Linked DNA regions of Ovis aries: region 2 is linked to region 1. Evidence: chromatin contacts called from public Hi-C data. All regions are on one chromosome and are shown on one strand. Each heading gives the region's core, a stretch centred on a gene start, on an enhancer-like site or on the middle of the called end of the contact. The rest is flanking DNA. Distances are from core to core; before and after follow the strand shown.

Region 1 (4,617 bases), core at 1,101-3,600:
GCAGGAGACACAGGAGATGTGGGTTCAGTCCCTGGATGGGGAAGATCCCTTGGAGGGAGACATGGCATCCCATGACTTGCTGATGTTCCTAGAATACTGACTCTCCTGCTTCTCCTATATACAATTAATCACCAGTTGAACTCAACCAAAATGTTTCTGGAAACTGACCTCTTCTCCCCAGGTCCACTGCTGTACTGACTCTGCCATGGTCTTGTAATTTCGATTCTGCTCCTTTCCAGACCCATCCTTGGCAATCCTCCAAAGTTATCTCCCTTAGAAATTCATCGGGTCATCACTCCCTCATTAAAAACTCTCTCTGGCACCCAAACTCTTTGGCAAGGCATTCAAGACCCTGGAATTCTGTGTGAACCCACGTGTCCAGTCTCATCTCCTCTTGGTCCCTTTTCTGCTCTACCTTTATCCTCCCATCATCCTGTTCACTTTTGTTCCAACTCTAGTTATTGGGCATTGGCTTGTGTCAGGCAGTGTGCTTGGCGCTGGAAATATAAAGGTGAATAATACCTGGCTCCCCTACCCTCAAGAAGCTCACAGTTTCAGTTTCACTTGGTATCATTGGTACAAGACTGAACACATAACATGAGTTATGCCATTTCATCCTCATTGTAGCTCAAGGAGCTGGGTATTGTTATGGTTCTCCATTTTAAAGATGAAGAAACTGAGGTTCAGAGAGGTTCATCAGTTTCCCCAGACTCACTCAGCTGGTCTATAGTGGAGCCAGGATACGAATCCAGGACCACAGGGGCCAGAGGCAGAACACCAACCACTGCGTGATGATTCGCCCCACAGCCTTCTCTCTTTTTCTGCAGCCTGCCACCTAGGTTGCGCATCTCCCACCACACTTCGCCTGGCTCCTGGTTTCAGTCTCCTGGCCTGGGTGTGAGCTATCGGCAGTCTGCAGCAGCAGCTAAGAACCTAGTGAGGAGGACAAGCTGGTGCTGGCTTGTCCCCCTCATTCCCACCTTCTTTGGTTCCTCACCCTTCACACTGCACTGGCTACTGCAGGGGACTGAATTGATGATGGTTGACCAGAAGGACATTAAGGAATGACAAGCTTAAGATGTGGCCTTTGTTATTAGGTTAACAAGAATCCCTGTACATGTTCAGTACTTACAGCCTGCAAGACACTGACACCTCGTTTCATTCTCACAACAACCTTATGGGGAAAACTGGGCAAATAGCACAGTCTTCACTTCATGGGGAAGAAAACAAAAGCTCAGAGAGGTTCAGTGACTTGCTCAAGACCACACAGCTAAGTGGTGAAAGACTCAAGACTTGTACCCTGCTCTTCTGACTGACAGGATAGTGGTCTTTCAACCTCCAACTTGAAAATCACTTGAGATTAACTAATTGCCCAATGGACACACACTGGAAACCCCTAACACCGCTAATACAACATCATGAAACATTTATAGTTGCTTTAATGAGTTTTATAAAATTATCAAATCAAAATAATCCTCAACAATTTTAAAGGTAGATACGTTACCTGGATTTTTTTTAAGAAACATGTGTAATAATAAAAATCAACTTACCTATAATGTTTATTCTGTACAAGGCACATTCAAAGTAATTCATATAACTCAATCCTCACAACAAAGTGTAAGAGAACACTGTTATCACCCCCAGTTCACAGATGGGGAAAACTGAGGCACATATAAATAGTATGTGAGAAAAGAACAGGGCATCTTTAGGGGGTGACTGCACCATCCTGAGCAGGGCATGCCAACCCTCTAAGCTCCGTTTTGTATCTCCATATGGCCTTAACAACTTTTTCTTCAGGTTGCCTGTTCCAAGGGGCCATGTTCTCTTCAGTTATAAGAAGGGACAATCTGGGGAAAGTCTGTGAATCCAATGACAAAGAGGAAGCAAAAGTGAACTAGGAAGAAAGGAGGAGACAAAGGCAGGACACCCCACTCTCCTCCTGTGTTGATCATTTTTTAACCTTCTGCCCGTGTCTGGCTGACAGCAGTGGTGACAGGGTTACATCTGTGATATTGATACCTTGTCTCTAAAGAAGGGAGCAGGCAGGTACGGCCTGATCTCGGCTCTGAGACAGCCACACTCACCTCCTCCGAGCCTGTGGGTCTACTAGTGAGGCTCAGCAAAGGTCCCCAGCCGTGTCCTCTGGCTCCACAGCCAACATTCTTACAGATGCAATGGTGTCCCTGGAGACTAGGAGACCATCCTCCCCGTCTCTGGGTTGGTGGCAATAGCTGACCTTCTCTTCCCGCCTCGTCCCTTGGCAATAAATGAATTCTGCTCATGCACTCAGGTTGTGAGAAGTGACGCAGGCGGCTCGCTCCTCTGCCAAAAGCCGCCGTGTCCCCGGGTTGCACCAGCAGAAGCAGTGCGGTAGGAAAGAGGCAGTTCCGCCCCACTGGTTTCCCGTGATAACAGGGCTTTGGAAATCAAAGTGCGTAGCCCAGCTCAGTAATGAGGGAGAAAACAACCACTGCCACCCCCGAGAGTGAACTCAGTCATCTCACGCAACATAAATTTGCTTGATTTTCCACAGCAGCTGGGTATCTCTTGAAGCACAATGTGCTGGGCAAGGACATAAAAGGGGCTATGAAAACCCACAAACATGAATCTGTTCCAGCCTCAGACAGCTTTCCAGCCAGGGGATATGCTGAAATCACGTGCTGCCCAGCTCATCTCAGCAAATTAATAAAATTTTGCCTTCATCAATCACATGAAGATGGCATTTACAACCTCTATGGCGTGCTTTGCATTCCTGGACTTGACTGCAATTAGATTCTAGTAATTACTGTTATGTCTGAAAGGCTCAGATTGTAACTGAGCTAAGATGGAAATGAAATACCCCTTCTTGGAATAGCTTCATTTTTCACTGCTTGGGTAATTACCAACATCATGCTGCGTCCTGGCAGCGGTTTCCTTTGTGTCAACAGACACAGAACGACATTCTTTGGGGTTGGACCCTTCGCTAGACAGAGTGTCTCAGTAAGCTGCAGCTTCTCAACAGGTGACTCGGTTTAATCAACAACCAAACTCATTTGATTTCTTTTGTTGAAGCGAGGTATGGTCATCCAGGAAGAACTAGGCATGCGTGACTCCCAGCAAGGACAACCACCAAGTCATGCGGTCCAGGGGGATGTGAAATTCCATTCTCTATTTCATTCCTGCCCAGAGAATTAGGCCGAACAAGTGCAGAGGTTAGGGGCTGGAGGAGGGTTCTACCCACCAAGTGTCAGGGTTTAGGATGGTATATAATGTAGACAAAGCCCAAAGACTCAGGTATGGACCTGAGTGCCCCCCTCTGCTGTGGATAAGTCCCACTGTCTCTCATTCTTTTGAGTTTCTCTGCAGTAAAATGAAAATAATAAGAGCTGCCCTGACTATGACCTACCTCATAGGACTACTGTGATGAGCAAGCAAGGTGACAGACCTAGAAGAGCCCAGGATATTGTAAGACATTATTTAAACATTATATGATAATCTGGGTAGTAGAGGTTATTATATTCCTTTTGGGGACTATGGTGAAGGGAGCTACATGATCAGAAAACTTGTTATTGTTGAGTTGCTCAGTCGTGTCTGACTCTTTGTGACCCCATACTATATAGCCTGCTAGGCTCCTCTGTCCATAGGATTTCCCAGGCAAGAATACTAGAGTAGGTTGCCATTTCCTGACCCAGGGATCAAACCTGGGTCTCCTGAGCCGCCAGGGAAGTCCGACTGGAAAAGTAGCCTTTGGAATTTCCTGTTTGCCCCTCTCCCAGTCACTGGAGGGGGATGGTGCAGCCCAGTGGAGGCTGTGGATGGTGGATGGAGCCCCCCGCTAGCCTTCAATGGAGCCACTGAACTGGGGTTTGACAGCTGCCCTGCCAAGGCTCTGCAGCTTGGTCATTATGCAGCCTTTTTTCTTTTTTTTAAATTATTTATTTGACTGTCTTAGTTGCAGCATGTGGGATCTAGTTACCTGACCAGGAATATAACCTGGACCCCCTGCATTGGGGGCGTGAATTCTTAGCAACTGGACCACCAGGGAAGACCCCGTCATGCAGCCTTTGAAGATCAGCCACTCTGGCCAGTGGAAGAAGGGTTTTGAGGGTCTGATGTGCCCCTAAAGAGCCCTGAGTTAGGAGCCAAGACACCTGGTTCTACCATGAGTTCTGCTACTTACTCACTGTGCCGTCATGAAAAAGTCACTTCTCTGTAAAAGAGAAGGTGTCAGGTCAGATGAGCTCTGAGACCCCTTTCAAGTCTATCTAACTCCTCATTTTCAGTACCTCTGTTTCCTCCTCTGTAAAATAATGTTCTTCCTCAAACGGCTGCTACGAAGAGTAGGTGAGCTGGTACCTGCAAAGCACTGAGAAGCACTTAGAGCAAAGAGTTATTGTGTCCTGATTATAAAAATGAAGGTTTGCACAACAATGCAAATATCCTTAACAATACTGAGCTGGACACTTCAAAGGGGCTAAAATGGTGCACTTTATGTTATGTATATTTTACCACAATTTTTTAAACATTCAAATAAGTAACAAAAGGGTCTCCTTCAACATGAGGACTGAAGAGGTTTCCGAAGGTACTCGCAATGACCTCAATGGCCAAAAGGCAGGCAAAGCCGCCTTGGGCCAGGGT
Region 2 (4,819 bases), core at 1,372-3,871, 100 kb before region 1:
ATTTAACCTATGGCTTCAGAGAGACGAGGAATTGCTGGAATGGTGTCCTTGAGTGGATGAGAGGGGTCAGGTCTAGTTTATAGTAGAGGGATTGGCTTTGGATGGAAGCAGAGATGGTTTATTGTTAATATGCTTAGCTGCTCAGTCATGTCTGACTCTTTGCGACCCCATGGACTGTAGCCCACCAGGCTCCTCTGTCCATGGGGATTCCCCAGGCCAAAGTACTGGAATGAGTTGTCATGCCCTCCTCCAGGGGATCTTCCCAACCCAGGGATTGAACCCAGGTCTCCCATATTGCAGGTGGATTCTTTACCACTGAGCCACCAGGGAGGCCCTGGGTTTTCAACAGATTGGCTTTGGATGGAAGCAGAGATGGTTTATCCTTAATAGCAGGAGGTTATCACCTGATGATGATGGGGTGGTGGAGCCCCAGAGGCTACATACACTTGCCCCAGAGTTTGTGCAGCGACCACCAACTTGAGGACACAAATGTGCATGTCTGTGAAGCCCAGCTGGAGATCCTGGGCATGGGTACCGGGAGCCAGGCAGAGGCTGGCCAGCCACAGAGCTGCTGCCTGACTACAGGGGCATTTCAGCCACTGCTGCCCACAGCCAGGAGTGTGGGCCCAATGTCAGGCCAAAGCCTCCAGCTTCTAAACCTTAGCAACGAATTTCAGTGTTTCCAAAACCCAGTATAGGGTGAGCAAAGTCTGGACAGTCCCCCAGAATTCACAACTGTGGCAGTTCACAACCCCAGAATTCACAACCCCTGGGAGTTCTCCCATCCTGGGCATTCCAGGTCCTGTCTTCCCTCACTAGGAGGAAGCTAGATTCCCATTACCCCAAGCTGGCTGATGCAAGAGAAGCTCCCTTGTTCTAGAAAACTTCAGGCTGGCAAGTCCAGTGAGGGGAGCTGGGGACTCTTAATGAGAGTCAGGAAAACTCAGTAGCAAGCTCAAGGAGGGCAGAGCTGCCTGGGGGCCCATTTCCCATTTCTTCCCCAGAGCCTCCTTTGCCCCCCACCCCCATCCATCCAAACTCATAAAACTGGCCACCAATTAAGTGCATCCTGGGCACAGAGGGAGGCAGTTAACATGAACAGTCTACTTCTTAGTAGTACTGGGACTCCATGCTTTCACCACACGGGGCATGGGTCCAATCCTTGGTCAGGAAACTAAGGTCCAGAAAACCCTGTGGCATGGCAAAAAATAATAATTCTTACTAGCACCTTGTGATATAGGAACCATCCTTGGCATGTTTTACAAATGAGGGGACAGAGACTCTGAAAGGTGTAGTGACTTACACCCTCCGCCACCCCTGGGCACAGGGCTAGGCAACGGCAGAGTGAGGATTAGAAGTCAGGCTTATCAAGGTTCTCCCAGGCCTTCCTGCAGTGTTCATAGCACAGACATAGGGGAAGCCCTAGTGAGTCACCAGAAGGAAACGTTAGGTTCAATACCGGGAGGACATAGTTTGGGAGTGGGCTGAGTTGTCTCCCAATGTTGAAGATGAGTTGACAGTCTTATGGTATCACAGTCAAGGTCCCAGGAATGCCCACACTCAGCCCCATCGCTTGTCCCTTCATCCCATGGCTTTGGCCACACGTCCTGTTATCAGGATGGTGGAGGAGGCAGGTCCTGTGATTCTCAGTCCGTCCTGAACAGAATGGAATGGAAGAGGCTGTATAGCAAAGAGAAGGATGCTTGGCAATTGAAAACAAGATAAGGGTCCAGGTGAAGCAAACACCATATGCACGGAATAATAGATAAATGCAGGCTGGCTCATGCTGGAGCCAGCTGGAACAGCTCATGAAAGCCAATGGTTAAATTTTGAGGAATTTTGTAAGCCGGTTGTAAAAACAGCCCTTGTTAAAAATTAACTTTTATCAACTTACAAGCAAACAATATTAAAAATGAAGGTAATAAATATTCAAAATTCAGCACTCCCTAATTATTTGCTCCATTTCACAATTACCCGTGCTCTTAAAGGTATTTATGGCTCCTGGGTCTGTATGGTGGAAATACTGTATAACAGTGTACTAATGTTACATTCCTTCTGAGTAACGTCCGTGTTGATGGTTTGAAACTGGCCACAGTGAGAGTATTTACACTATGGAAATTGGCAAATGTACAAATGCAGATTGTTCTTGTCCTCTCTACCCTTTCCAACCTCCATAAAAAGTTGGTTGTTAAACATTTACTAACACACCGCCAGATAAACAGGAAAAATCACTGATAGCTGAGCTAGAAGGAAAGCTGCTTTGGAACATTCAGAGTTGGGCTGAAGGTATGACTGAAGCCCCCTGCTGCTTCTGGTTTGTCTGCCCACTTAGTTACCCACATGGAAGAGGTAGGAAAGAAGAGCCTAGTGATATCTGCTCATGAAGGCAGGCTTTTTTTTTTTTTTTGTCACTGGACTTCCATCCCGTCCACAGCCGAGCATCAGCACATCCAGGTGCAGCAACCAGAGGCCAAGTGACTAGAGAGGAATCCAGAAAATGCATCCATGACACTTAGTTCCCCTGAACCAGGGATCCAACCTGTGCCCCCTGCAGTGGGAGCATGGAGTCTCAACCACTGATGATGCAAGGCCCAGGGAATGTCCTGGACCTCAGCCAATCAGATTAGCAGCTTGTACTCTCAGGGCATCAGTGTAGAGGGTGAACAGAGGAAACAGCCCATGGGTGGGGGACTGACGTTCATTCTCTCCAGCGGTAACTTGTTTGAGCTAGATGGAACAGCAAATCTGACAGAGGGTGAAACCAGATATTTGCATCATGACTGCTCCATCAACAGATTGTTAGTCCTGAGAGAAGCAGAGATTTCAAGTGTGATGGGGAACCTTCCACCCCCTCAGCCAAATAACCTGTGCCCTACACTATGGCCAAGGGATTCAGGCAGGATCTAGTGCCTGCAGGGGCCTGGTTTCTTGGGGAGCAGGAGGAAGACAGACATCATCACTGCATTAAAGTTTCCCTCTCACTATAAGTGAAGGCTGTACTGGTGCCTCACCCTGGCTTTTTCCTTTCAATGACATCTTGAGCCTGTCACCACCCAGATATGTGACCTTGGGAATATTACTCAACCGCTCTGAGCCTGTCTCATCATCCGGTAGATGGAGACATGTTCTCATGGGTGGGAGAAAACAATCAAGATGATAGAGGGGAAATTTTTCTCAGATGAGAGTCATAATTACCATAGTCATAGTTTTCCATCCTATTTAGGACTCATCTCTCACTGCTGAGCCCTGAATCTGCAGGGCTCTACAAAACTGATGGGGGTGAGTATGGCTAGGGGGCAATTTTGGGAAGAGGGTGATTCTTTTCTAGTGAGGGCCAACCATCTCTCTCCCAGGCAGCATCACATCTGCCACTTCAGATGAGGTCAAGGACTCGGCCCCTCCATAGGTGATGCCCCAAAGAGAGAGGGCTTCCATCCCATCCACAGCCTAGCATCAGCACATCCAAGTACAGCGACCAGAGGCAAACTGGCTAGAAAGGAATCCAGAAAATGCATCCATGACACCAAGCTGGAAGATCACATGTTCTAGGGGCTCTTCTTGTTGGTGGGGGAAAGAGGCCACTCAAAGCAGCTCACTTAAATAACAAGAGGGGATGATGGTAGGGTTGGTGGTTACAGAGAGTAGGAACTAATGCAAGAGAAAGAAACAAAGGGGGCATCTAGGGCTTTAGGAGGAAAGGAATGTGGCGCTGCCACTGGACACTTGGGTCCAACCACATTTGTTCTCTCCAATCATGTTTGTTCCTTGGAGAGCAAATGTGATTGGCTGGTGTGGGTTGCTTGTCTGTTTCTGTCCCCTTTGGGGTGGGGTGGCCAGAGTCCTGAGATTGCCGCCCCACCAGAGGCCCTTGGAACAGAGGAGGATTTTTAGACACGTCATATGTCCCCTCATGGGCCTCAGGCCCATTGGCACCAGGGCCTGGAAGCCACAAGGAGCCCAGGCAGCTGGTCCCCCCCCCCCACTTCCTCTCACTCCACACACCTGCACACCTCCTGCCTTTCTCCCTAGACTGTCGACTCAGTTCAGGTTCCCCCTAGAGAGTCACGTCGGGTTCCCTCTCACAGGAACCCTTTGCTAGTTCCAGTTCCTAAGGGAAGAATCAGAGTGGCTCACCAGCTGGCTTTGGGCTCACGTCACAAGTCAGAGGAGAGGAGAGACAGAGCAGCAAAGGCCCTATAATCAGGTGATATTCTACTGGAGCCTGGCGGAGGATTTCTGCAGAAGCAGGACTAAACATTAGCTGTTCCAGCCATCTTTCCCCCGCGCCCCCAGGATTACTCATCTCTGTGTCTGTCTGAATGCAGTGCCCACATTCTATAACTCTGAAAACGGTGCGCATAAACTAAACCTGCACACCTTTACTGGTTTGTTCATTCATTTATCCATTCAGTGGTTCTTCCAGTGAAGCAGGTTCTTCACTTCTCTGAGCCCTTTTCCTCATCTGAAAAATGCATGGTACTTCCCCTGCCTGGGGCTGCGAATTAACACAGAATGTATAAACTGCTCAGCTCACGACCTGACACACAGCTGATGCTCACCTTCCTAGGGTTTGCCAGGCAAATTTGCATCGAAGTTTCTGGTCAACAGCACAAAATCCTTGTTTCTGTCTTGGTGGTGGGGTGAGGCGGGGGTGGTGGTGGGCAGGATCCACTAGATGGCAGCATGGATTTAGACATGGGATGAAATCGCCCCCTTCCCCTCTCAGGTCCAGGGCTGATATTTATCAGCTTGCTCATTATTATCTAGAAGAAAATGCAATTTGGAAACCCGTAGGGAGGAGGAGAACTGTGGCCATTGC

What was found. A called contact is a pair of places that touch in the nucleus more often than the background predicts.
Region 2: a Hi-C map of liver shows a contact between it and region 1, with 4 times the contacts expected there. The contact joins two enhancer-like sites. A contact is called at or near these places in 3 of 16 Hi-C or Micro-C datasets (liver, mixed tissues and tail adipose tissue).

The regions. Positions count from the first base shown.
Region 1 is chr15:63,030,649-63,035,265 of ARS-UI_Ramb_v3.0, reverse strand. All of the region lies in intron 11 of KIAA1549L (KIAA1549 like), which reads right to left. Among named protein-coding and RNA genes, the nearest start is that of C15H11orf91, 110 kb to the left of the region's middle. Within about 2 kb of position 2,350, at least 10 of the 54 cell types and tissues checked have an H3K27ac peak or open chromatin away from gene starts, as enhancers often do. A contact at or near this core is called in liver, where this site is marked.
Region 2 is chr15:63,131,588-63,136,406 of ARS-UI_Ramb_v3.0, reverse strand. No RefSeq gene overlaps it. Among named protein-coding and RNA genes, the nearest start is that of C15H11orf91, 7.1 kb to the left of the region's middle. Within about 2 kb of position 2,621, at least 7 of the 54 cell types and tissues checked have an H3K27ac peak or open chromatin away from gene starts, as enhancers often do. A contact at or near this core is called in liver, where this site is marked.